Linked DNA regions of Mus musculus: region 2 is linked to region 1. Evidence: chromatin contacts called from public HiChIP or PLAC-seq data. All regions are on one chromosome and are shown on one strand. The core of a region is the stretch at or near the end of the contact, and the rest is flanking DNA. Distances in the headings are between cores, read along the strand shown.

Region 1 (4,692 bases), core at 945-3,444:
GACCTGGTGACAAAGATTCAACTGAGAATTCTGAGTTCTCCATCTACCCTGGAGTAGAAGTAGCCACGGTGGAACACCAGCGGGCTGAGGGGACTGGAAACCCCACACTCAGAGAGCCTACGAAAGGGCCACCAAACCCACAACCCCCAACGTCCATATCAGTGTTCCCACTCCACACAACTTACTGACCACTGCCTAGGCAGCCCTCACTGTACCCAATGCTGAATGTATAGATAGCACTAAGTCTCCTCCCACAGCTCACAGGGACTTGGGCAAGAGAAACGCACAGAAAAACTAGAACATAGGTCACGCTGAAGTGTCTGGGAGTCCAGATCAGAGGGAGCTGGGTGTGCCACCTACCTATAATGCCAGCCCTTGGGAGGCAGAATCAAGTGGGTAAAGCTGAGTGGTGATACACACCTTTAATCCCGGCACTCGGACAGAAGCAGGTAGATTTCAAAGCTAGCACAGTCCACATATCAAGTTCCTCCCTTGAGATGTGCTAGCCAGCCAGTCAGAGGGGAAGGGAGGGTTTCAAAGCCAACCTGAGTTTCAAAATAGGAAGAGGAAATCGTTGTCTCCTAGTCTCCTTAAGAAAAAAGCCAAGGGAAAACTGAAAGTAGTAAAGTCCTTTGAATATGGCTGGAACATGAGGGGAAGGCTTGCAGATTTTAATTTAGTCAAATACATAACGATAAGGCAAAGGTCAAGGAGACGTGTACCACTAAACATTAACAGGATAACTAAGATAATGGGCTCTCCTGAGGTATGGATTTCATTTATCAATCTATTAAGTCACTTCACAAAGGCATTTTGAAATCTCTCTTTACTGTCCCAGTTTTACCCCTGTGGCACTGTGTTCCAAACACAGAGCCAAATTACACATTTTAAATTCATATTCATACCTCACACCTCTTAATTCAAGTATAAAATCCTATGCTAACTAGATGAGCAAAAAGCTACCCTAGAACAGAAGGGCATAAGAGCCCTGCCTGAAACAAAAATGGTGTTCTTCTATAGAACAGGCAAGCCTGAGGTTATCAGACCCGGCCCCGCCCACTCAGGCCACCCTCACCCTAGGCAGGAAGATAAAGCTCTAAGAACAGTGTCTTTGCAAAGTAACTTTGGGCAGCATAGCTTTAACAAGTGAAAAGAATTCCCTTTAACGAAGATACGGATTCTGATAACGCGATCTAAGAAATAGAAAACAAGACCAGGAAACTTCACCACAGGGCAACAGAAGTAATACAATTAAGATAATTAACCTGCTACATACGGGATAGCAAACCCACCTACACTAAGAGTCCACTCAGAGCACCACACCAGCCACTTAACAAATGTGGACACAGCCTTACTAACTTCAAAACATCTGGACCCCTCCTAAAAAGCAGCACCTCCAGATGTCTGGCCACCCGGCCCTGTCAACAGTAACCTGATGGCTTCTTTGTAAAGACAGCACTCTAGCTCCTCAGCGGGAGGAGCTGAAAAGCCTGTTTGGAGTAAAATTTCAAAACACTTTGCAAAACAGCCCTCCGCTGGCTTCGCGGTAAGTGAGAAGTGAAGAACAGCAGCCTCGGGGCTCACCATTTTCAATGGGCTGATTAGGAGGCACGCATTAACAGCCTGACAAGACTCTAAAACAGAGCACAGCCAGGCTCTACTGTGCACCCAGTTCCAGCCGGACAGGGAATCTTTGTAGAAAAGGCTCCAGTTGGGGGAAGAGTTGACACCCACCCATTCGGGGTCTAGAAGGCCTTTCAAGGGTTGGGAAGAACAGCGCGAATTCGGGTACAAGGCTCATCCTCTCCCCTCTCTCGCAACCCTCGCCCTTTCAGGAGTCAGGCGCACCCTGGCAGTGCCCTGGGCGCGCAGCACGAAGCCATCACGCCGTCACCAGCTGCCCACCTTCACGTGGTTCTCCACCGCCGTGTGGCTCGCCAGCTTCTTAGCCTCCTCGGCCTTGGACATCGTGGAGGGGGCCGGGCCGCCCGCGCTCGAGCCTCCCTTGTCGCCGCGGGTCTCCGAATGTGCACGCCCCGGCAACTGCACGTGGGAACCCGAGAGGCCCCAGTTGTTCCCGCCCCCGCCCGAGGCCGCGCCCCCGGCCCGCCCGGGCAGTGGGGCCAGGACCCGCCCGTAGAGGGTGCTGAAGGGCCCGGGGCGCTGCATCCCGCCGCCTCGCTCCAGCCTCTCCGGCCGCCCCACCCCCAACTCCTCCGGAAACCCGCTCGCTTGCGCAACCTGCCCCGCGCGTATTACTAAATGCGTGTTGCTGGGAAATGTAGTCCTACGGCGACAGTGGTTCCTAGGCCCTTCTGCATTCGGGACTACAAGTCCCACAATACGATCGACCCTAGTGTGCAAATCGCCCGCCTTGACTCCAGACTTTCTGTCCGGAAGGTCCGGGTAACTGCTGTCTAGGAAGCTAATAACTCCCTACCTTGGGGTCAAGTGTTTACACCTTTAGGTGAACTCCAAGAACCTTTCCGGCTGTACGCGTATTCTAGAAAAAGAGAGAGACACTATTAAAAACCTGACCTTGTTTGCCCAGCAAATGAGAACGTTGCTGTGTTGTAAGCGAATCCTCAGGCAAGTGGTTCTACCAACACAACGGCCTTTTTTTAAAAAAAATCTTTTAATTACATTGTATTATTTAGGTTGTGCTTGTGGAGGCCAAAGAACAACTTGCAGAAGTCCGTTATCTGACCGTCTTGGTAGTGTCAGTCAGTACTTTACCGGCAGAGCCATCTTCTTACAGTGCTCTAGAGTCACTCATTGATGACACACTTGGGACTCCCAGGTCTTCTGATGTCTGTGCTAGACCTTCACAAACCCAAGGTTACAAGTTCAATCAGTAACTCCCGCCTTGGACATTGTTCTGCTCTTGGTATTGGATGCAGGGTGTCTAAATGGAGCCCGGTCACGAGCGCACAGGCCAGTGTACCTTATCGGGCTTCCCCTTTTCTGCCTTTAGTTTGCTGCAAGTTCTTGGTCTCATTCAGCAGTCCCAGTGGCCTGAACTCACTGTAGAGTTCAGTCCAGGCTGGCCTGGAACTTGGAGCATTTTTCCTGATATGGGATTACATCACCAAATAGGTCTGGAAGTCCTTTTTGTTGTTTTGTTTGTGTGTTTTGAGACAGGATCTCTCTTTGCAACCATGGCTGTCCAGGAACTCTGTAGACCAAGATGCCCTTGAACTCACCGAGATCAGCCTGACTTTCCTTCCCCAGAGCAGAGGTTAACGGTGTGTGCCTGCAAAAGGCATGTGCCAGCAACCCCCAAGAGCTAGAATGTTCCAGGAACCCTTAGGAACAATAAAGACCGGTCACAATGCTTTTTTGCAACTTTTATAACCTGAGTTTTATCTTTATCAGACTGTAATCCTGCCCAAGGCACTCAGAAACCACTCGATAGTCTCCTTTACCAAAAAAAAAAAAAAAAAGAAGAAGAAAATTCTTCAGCCACCATTACAAATGTAACTTCAGGACCCACCATAATCAGGTGTGCCGCTATTGATTGGACACTTACATGAGACTCCCTCTTGAGGAGACCACATCCATACAAGGGTAGTATCGTAGAATTATTATTGTTGCTGTGATGAAACACCATGACTAAAAGCAACTTGGGGAGGGCAGGGTTCATTTGGATTATATGTCCTGAATCACAGTGCACTGAGGGAAACAGTGTCAGGAACCTGGAGGCAGAGGTGCTGTTTACCGGCCTGCTCCTCACAGCTTACTCAGCCTGCTTTCTTGCAACACCCAGAACCACCAGGACAGATGGAGCCCCACCCACCATGGGCTGGGTCCTCTCATACCAATCACTAATTAAGAAAATGTCCTACAGGCTTGCCTCCAGGACGATCTTATGAAGTCATTTTCTCAGCTGAGGTTCCCTCCACTCAGATGGCGAGCATGTGTCAAGTTGACATAAAGCTGCAAAACAGATAGTATCTCCCTTCATATTAACCCCATCTTTAAATATGAAATAAAACCCCTTTATAATAAACTGAACTATGACTTGGATCCTGGATCCACCAGAGTAGACGTCTCTGGAAATAACTCTGACTCCTGCAGTCACTCAGCACTGTGAAGCTGGGTCTCTGCCACATGCCCCCCTGACATTGGCAGCAGGGTCTCACTAAGCTGACCATCCAGCCTTGGCCTCATTCCGTAGCCCAGGCATCCCTTGAACTTTCAGCCCATATGCTAGGATGTAGCTAGGATTACACCACTAGTTCAGAAGGTCTTTCCTCGATCCTTTATTCTTTACTTACTTTGTGCTTAGCATTCATCCTCTGTGCAGGCTATCAGGCTGCTGCTCACACACAAAAGATCCTCAACGTGTATCTGAAGCAAGATAGAATAGCACACATTCCATGCCTCAACGCTACACTCTGCCTTCAGTCATTCAGAATTCCTGTCCTTTAGTAAGCACCATTAGCTATAGGACTAAGCACGTTATCAAAACTTCACTGTTTGTAGGGCATGGGAAGCAGAGGTACGTGGATTTGAGGGAGTTCCAGGCCAGGCTGCCTAAATAGCAGAGTTCCAGGTCAGCCTAGGCAACATAGCAAGACCCTGGCTTCAAAAACCAAAAGACAGGGCCTAGAGAGATAAGCGCTTGGTGCTCTTGTAGAGGGCAGACTTGAGTTTCCAGCACCTCACATCATGCAGCTTGCAAACACATAT
Region 2 (4,692 bases), core at 1,255-3,754, 33 kb after region 1:
GGAATTTTCCATTCTTTAGAATTCTTATCTATGTAGGCTTTTAGAGGCACACCCAAACTGCACAATTTAGGACATACCTAACTGCACCTGATAAATGCAATGTGTTTCTAGGCTTTCATGTTTTGCTAACAATTTGGTTTTCTATGTATAATAACCAAATATCCTGTAACATCAACCAGAATAGACAGGGTCTCTCAAGCTTATTTGTCCATGGGAGGTGTATAAGTTTTGTGGACTTACATTTCATGTAACACATGAACTGATGGCAAAGCAATGGTCTTTCAAATATAGTTTTCCTGGGCTGGCAAGATGGCTCAGTAGGTGAGGGTGCTTGCCACTGAGTCTTGTGGTCTGAGTTTGATCCCTGAGACCCACCTGGTGGAAAGAGGGCTGACTCCTATAAGTTGTCCTCTGATTTCCATATGCATGCTATGGCATGCACAGCCACAAACACAGGCGCACACACACACGTACACACAAATTAATTAATGTTTTTAAACAGTCATTTTTCTATTATCCTCCAGGTTTAATCCTTTCTGCTTTCTTTGCTTAGAGAACAAGACTTTAGTCTGAGAGTCCCCGCTGTGACCCTTCCCTCTCTCCAGCTGGATCTCCCACAGTCTCCGTTTGGTTGCAGCAAATTTGCTGGGTCTGGGGCCCAGGTCAGTCTTTCACTAACAGAAAGCGTTAGTGGCTTTGCTGTGGCACTAAACACTTTCTGTCCAGACATCCTGTTTTGGTGTGTATGACAAAGTGCTGTCAGAATGCTAAAAAAGAGGTTTGCTGGTGAGATGGCTCAGCGGTTAAGAGCACTGACTGTTCTTCTGAAGGTCCTGAGTTCAAATCCCAGCAACCACCTGGTGGCTCAAAACCACCCTTAATAAGATCTGACTCCCTCTTCTGGAGTGTCTGAGGACAGCTACAGTGTACTTACATATAATAATAAACAAATAAATCTCTAAAAGAAAATGCTAAAATGAAATAATTAGACCTGTTCAGTTCACTGAGAGTCTGACAGTGGTAAAAGCTTATCCTACACTAAGACATCTAAAGGACTTTTCCTGAAGTTTCTTTCTGGTTTTGGTTAATTATATGCCAAATTTGGTTAATTATATGTTATACAGAAAAGCAGTTATAGAGTTCTCCTTCAGCCACCAAAGAAAAATTATAAACAAACGGCAACAACCTCAAAAAGAGGCTAAAGCTGTAGCTCAGTTGACAGAGTGCTTGCCTAACAGGCCTGAAACCTTGGGTTCAATTCCCAGCACCCCGTTAACCAGGCATGGCGGCACACACCTGTAATTCTAGCACTGGAGAGGTGGAGATGGGAAAGGACCAAAGCAGAAAAATGGGAGTCCCACACCCTCAACACACACTGAGAAACAGCCAAAAGCTTGCGTAGAATGAAGTGGGCAGGGTTGGTGGGGAGCTTTATTAGCTGTGAATACCAGCAGTCGCTCCTCCACTGGCCTCGTCCCAGAGAGATTTTTCTCTCCCACCAAGGAACCCTCACCTGCCTTTGACATCTTCCTTTGACATCTGCCTGCCTGGCCGAGCAGCTCCCGTGGTACCAGGAAAGCATTCCCTGTTGTCAGGAATGTGGGAGGCCAGTGTTGTGTATGAAAATACCCGTCTTTTCAGGTCTAAAGGTAGAGTTTTCCTACTAAACAGCGGTTCCCAACCTCCAAACTAGCGGAAGAGAGGTGAGGATCAAGGAAGTGGCCAGGGGGAGGGGGCATATACCACCTTCAGCCTCTGGGATCTCACTGTCCCAGCTCTGCTAGTCCCCCTTTGGATAAACTAGAAAATAATGCAGAGTTCTCTAGCCCCACCCAGGAACAACAGCCACAGCCCCGCCTCAGGCATTCCAGAAAAACACAACTCAGGCTAGGTCAGATGAATAGGACAGAAGCGGAGCTTCAGGGTCAGGTGACTGTCACCGTGCGGAGAACGCAGCTCCTCAGCCAATCAGAATGGATGAGCAGCGCACAGTTCCTGCTTCTGAGCCAGCAGAAAGTCGCCTTTGCAGCGGCAACGGGAACCCAGGAGCTGCAGACTGATAACCACAGCAAGGTGTGGGGATATGTGAACAAGATCAGTGCAAAGTACGGCCTGTGTTTCTCTACACAGGACAGAGGTTGTCTGCGTCAGTTCAGTTTTCTCTCTGATCGTGGTTGTCGCCGAGGTGCTGAGTGTGGGGACTGACCATACTGTTTTTTCCTGGAGACTCTATACTCAGTGTTAGAGAAGGGTGGAGGCCCCGGATCCTCATTTCAGAACAAGTCCAGGCAAATACCGTTCATGTTAGTCATGCATTTATTTAACTGTCATTTACAGCATCGAATGTTTAATAAGTGTATACTAAGTGACAGGTGGTAGCTGAGGACCTGGAGCCCCCATGTCATCTACCTGTTCATCTTCCTGAAACAGGATGTGGGCTATGCCACAAGACAACTCTGACGCAAAGAGAGGTTTGATCCCTCGTACCACATAAACCAGGTGTGATGGTGCAGGCTGTAATCCCAGCTCTCAGGAGGTGGAAGCATAAAGATCAGAAGTTCAAGGAAACCAACAGCTATAGTCAGCCTGGGTATGTGTGTGTGTGTGTGTGTGTGTGTGTGTGTGTGTGTGTGTGTGTGTGTGTGTGTAGATTGTCATTTTCTTTTAAAAGAAACACCATATAATATATACCATATATATCATTATATATATATATATATATATATTGAGCCCAGGTTCCCTGGAAGAGCAGCCAGTGCTCTTAACCACTGAGCCATTTCTTCAGCCCTGGTATTTGACATAGTCATCCTCCCACTGTTTCTCTATAGGAAGATACCCCTCTTCTACCTTCTGTATGTGGTCATGAGAGGACTGTGACCAAGCCCTGCCCCCTTCAAAATATACCCATAACCCAAAAGCTAGGTCCATTCCTCTCTCTGGGGAATTTCTGTTCACGGGTGTGACATTAGTGCCTGTTCAGTTCCCCAAAGGCTATTATGCTGGTAGGAAAGCATGCAAGCGGGTGAGATCACAATGTCAGATGAGAGCCAGAAGGCCAGACGGTACTCAGGGGTTCAGGCTGAGACTTCTGTAACAATTCACTCTTGTGGGAGATAATTCTCTTATTCTTGTCTGAGGGTGGTGCCCATGATGACTCGGGGCTGGAGAGCTGGAGCAGCGGAGCCCTGGCTGCTCTTCGAGAGAGAAGACCTGGGTTTGATTCCCAGCACCCACATGAAGGCTCACAACTATTTACAACTCCATTTCCTGGGGATCTGTTGCTTCTGGCCTCTTCAGGCATGGCATGCATACAGTACACACACCTGCACTCGGGCGCACACACACAAAGAGAGAAAATAAAAATAAATAAATACATATTTTTAGAAAACCTCCTACCAAGCCCACCTCTTCAAATTCCCACCATTTCAATAGCAGTATACGATGGGTCAGGCTTCCAACCTAGGAATCCTCAAGAAAGTACCTTATATCCAGACCATGGTGTGTTCCCTTTAATTCTGTGAGGTACTTATATTCTTGCAATAGTCTTAAATTTTTTTCTCTAAAAGTTGTAAGAGTTGGTTTGTATGGCTTGTCACAGAAGAGCTTTGACTAATGTTCCTTGAAGCCTTACAGAAAACTATCCCAGAATAGTGTAACTACTACCAGCCACAAAACTAGGACCCCACCACCACCACCACCACTGAAAGAAAATTCTATTGTCCCTTGATTGCAGTCACCTCCTCCGGTTTGCAAAAGGCATGGAGGACTCTGACAGGATAGTGCTTGTGTCATCTTGAAAGCATTAGGAAGCACCTAGATTAGTGAGTATACATCCTGCTGTATCTAGAAGGATATTTCCAGAGAGAATTAACAAGGGGGGGGGACCTCTCTGTGGGTGTGGGTAATACTATGCTATAAACTTCCCAGAGAGGAAAAACTTAAAAACAAAACAAAACAAACAAACAAACAAAAAACAGGAAAGGGGAAAGCCAGTGATATAGACATCACTAGCTGCTTCCTGCCACTGGGGAGCGCTCTGTTCTGCTATCCCTCCATCTTTCCTCTCTTAGACTTCTCTTGGGCATTTGGTCACAGTAATGTCAGACCAATACACTTTAGTCTGCTTATGCTCAGACAGCTCCAGGCTGAAGCATCGGGGCAGCTCTCACCCCCAGGTTTCCGGTGGCTTCAGTGTCTCTACTGCATAGTTTGCCTCAGCACAGTTTGCCTCAGGTAGGATGTCCTCTGGGAATCCTTGCACTTCTGCCCAGGCTGTATTGACCCACACACCACTGAGTAGGCTGGTATGTGTTTTAGCATACTGGGACATCCTTCTGGGAGCTCAACTGGGAAGTACTTCTAATTGGAGTTACACATGACCTAGGACAGAGTTCTAAAGGAGGCTAAGGGAGGCAAATCCACACAGGACCAAAACCACCCCACAGAGTGGGGGGGACAAGAAAAATCGGGGAATGGAGTGGTGGCTCAGTGGGTAAGAACGGTCACTGGGCAAGTACAAAACCAGGGTTTGGATCCTAGAATCCACATTAAGAAAAGCTAATGTAGCTACCTGCACACTTGTAATCCCAGCACGGTGGGGGCAGAAACAGGAGATCCACGGGGGCTTCCTGATTGCCCTCCTAGCTCCAGGTTCAGTGAGAAACTGCGCCTCAAGGGAGTAAGATGGAGTGT

What was found. HiChIP or PLAC-seq counts read pairs in DNA pulled down with a chosen protein or histone mark.
Region 2: an H3K27ac HiChIP or PLAC-seq map of embryonic stem cells shows a contact between it and region 1, with 10 read pairs. The contact joins the enhancer-like site here to the promoter of Rpia in region 1. A contact is called at or near these places in 1 of 484 Hi-C or Micro-C datasets (embryonic stem cells), 7 of 115 datasets of contacts at active chromatin or transcription factors (CD8 T cells, the SCID.adh cell line, embryonic stem cells and 1 more) and 3 of 9 other capture datasets (adipose tissue, liver and pancreatic islet).

The regions. Positions count from the first base shown.
Region 1 is chr6:70,789,981-70,794,672 of GRCm38.p6, forward strand. Rpia (ribose 5-phosphate isomerase A) reads right to left here and starts at 2,195. Exons shown (of 9, transcript NM_009075.2): 1 at 1,906-2,195. The coding sequence starts at 2,169.
Region 2 is chr6:70,822,712-70,827,403 of GRCm38.p6, forward strand. No RefSeq gene overlaps it. Among named protein-coding and RNA genes, the nearest start is that of Gm30331, 10 kb to the left of the region's middle. Within about 2 kb of position 2,505, at least 344 of the 459 cell types and tissues checked have an H3K27ac peak or open chromatin away from gene starts, as enhancers often do. A contact at or near this core is called in CD8 T cells, the SCID.adh cell line, adipose tissue and 4 more, where this site is marked.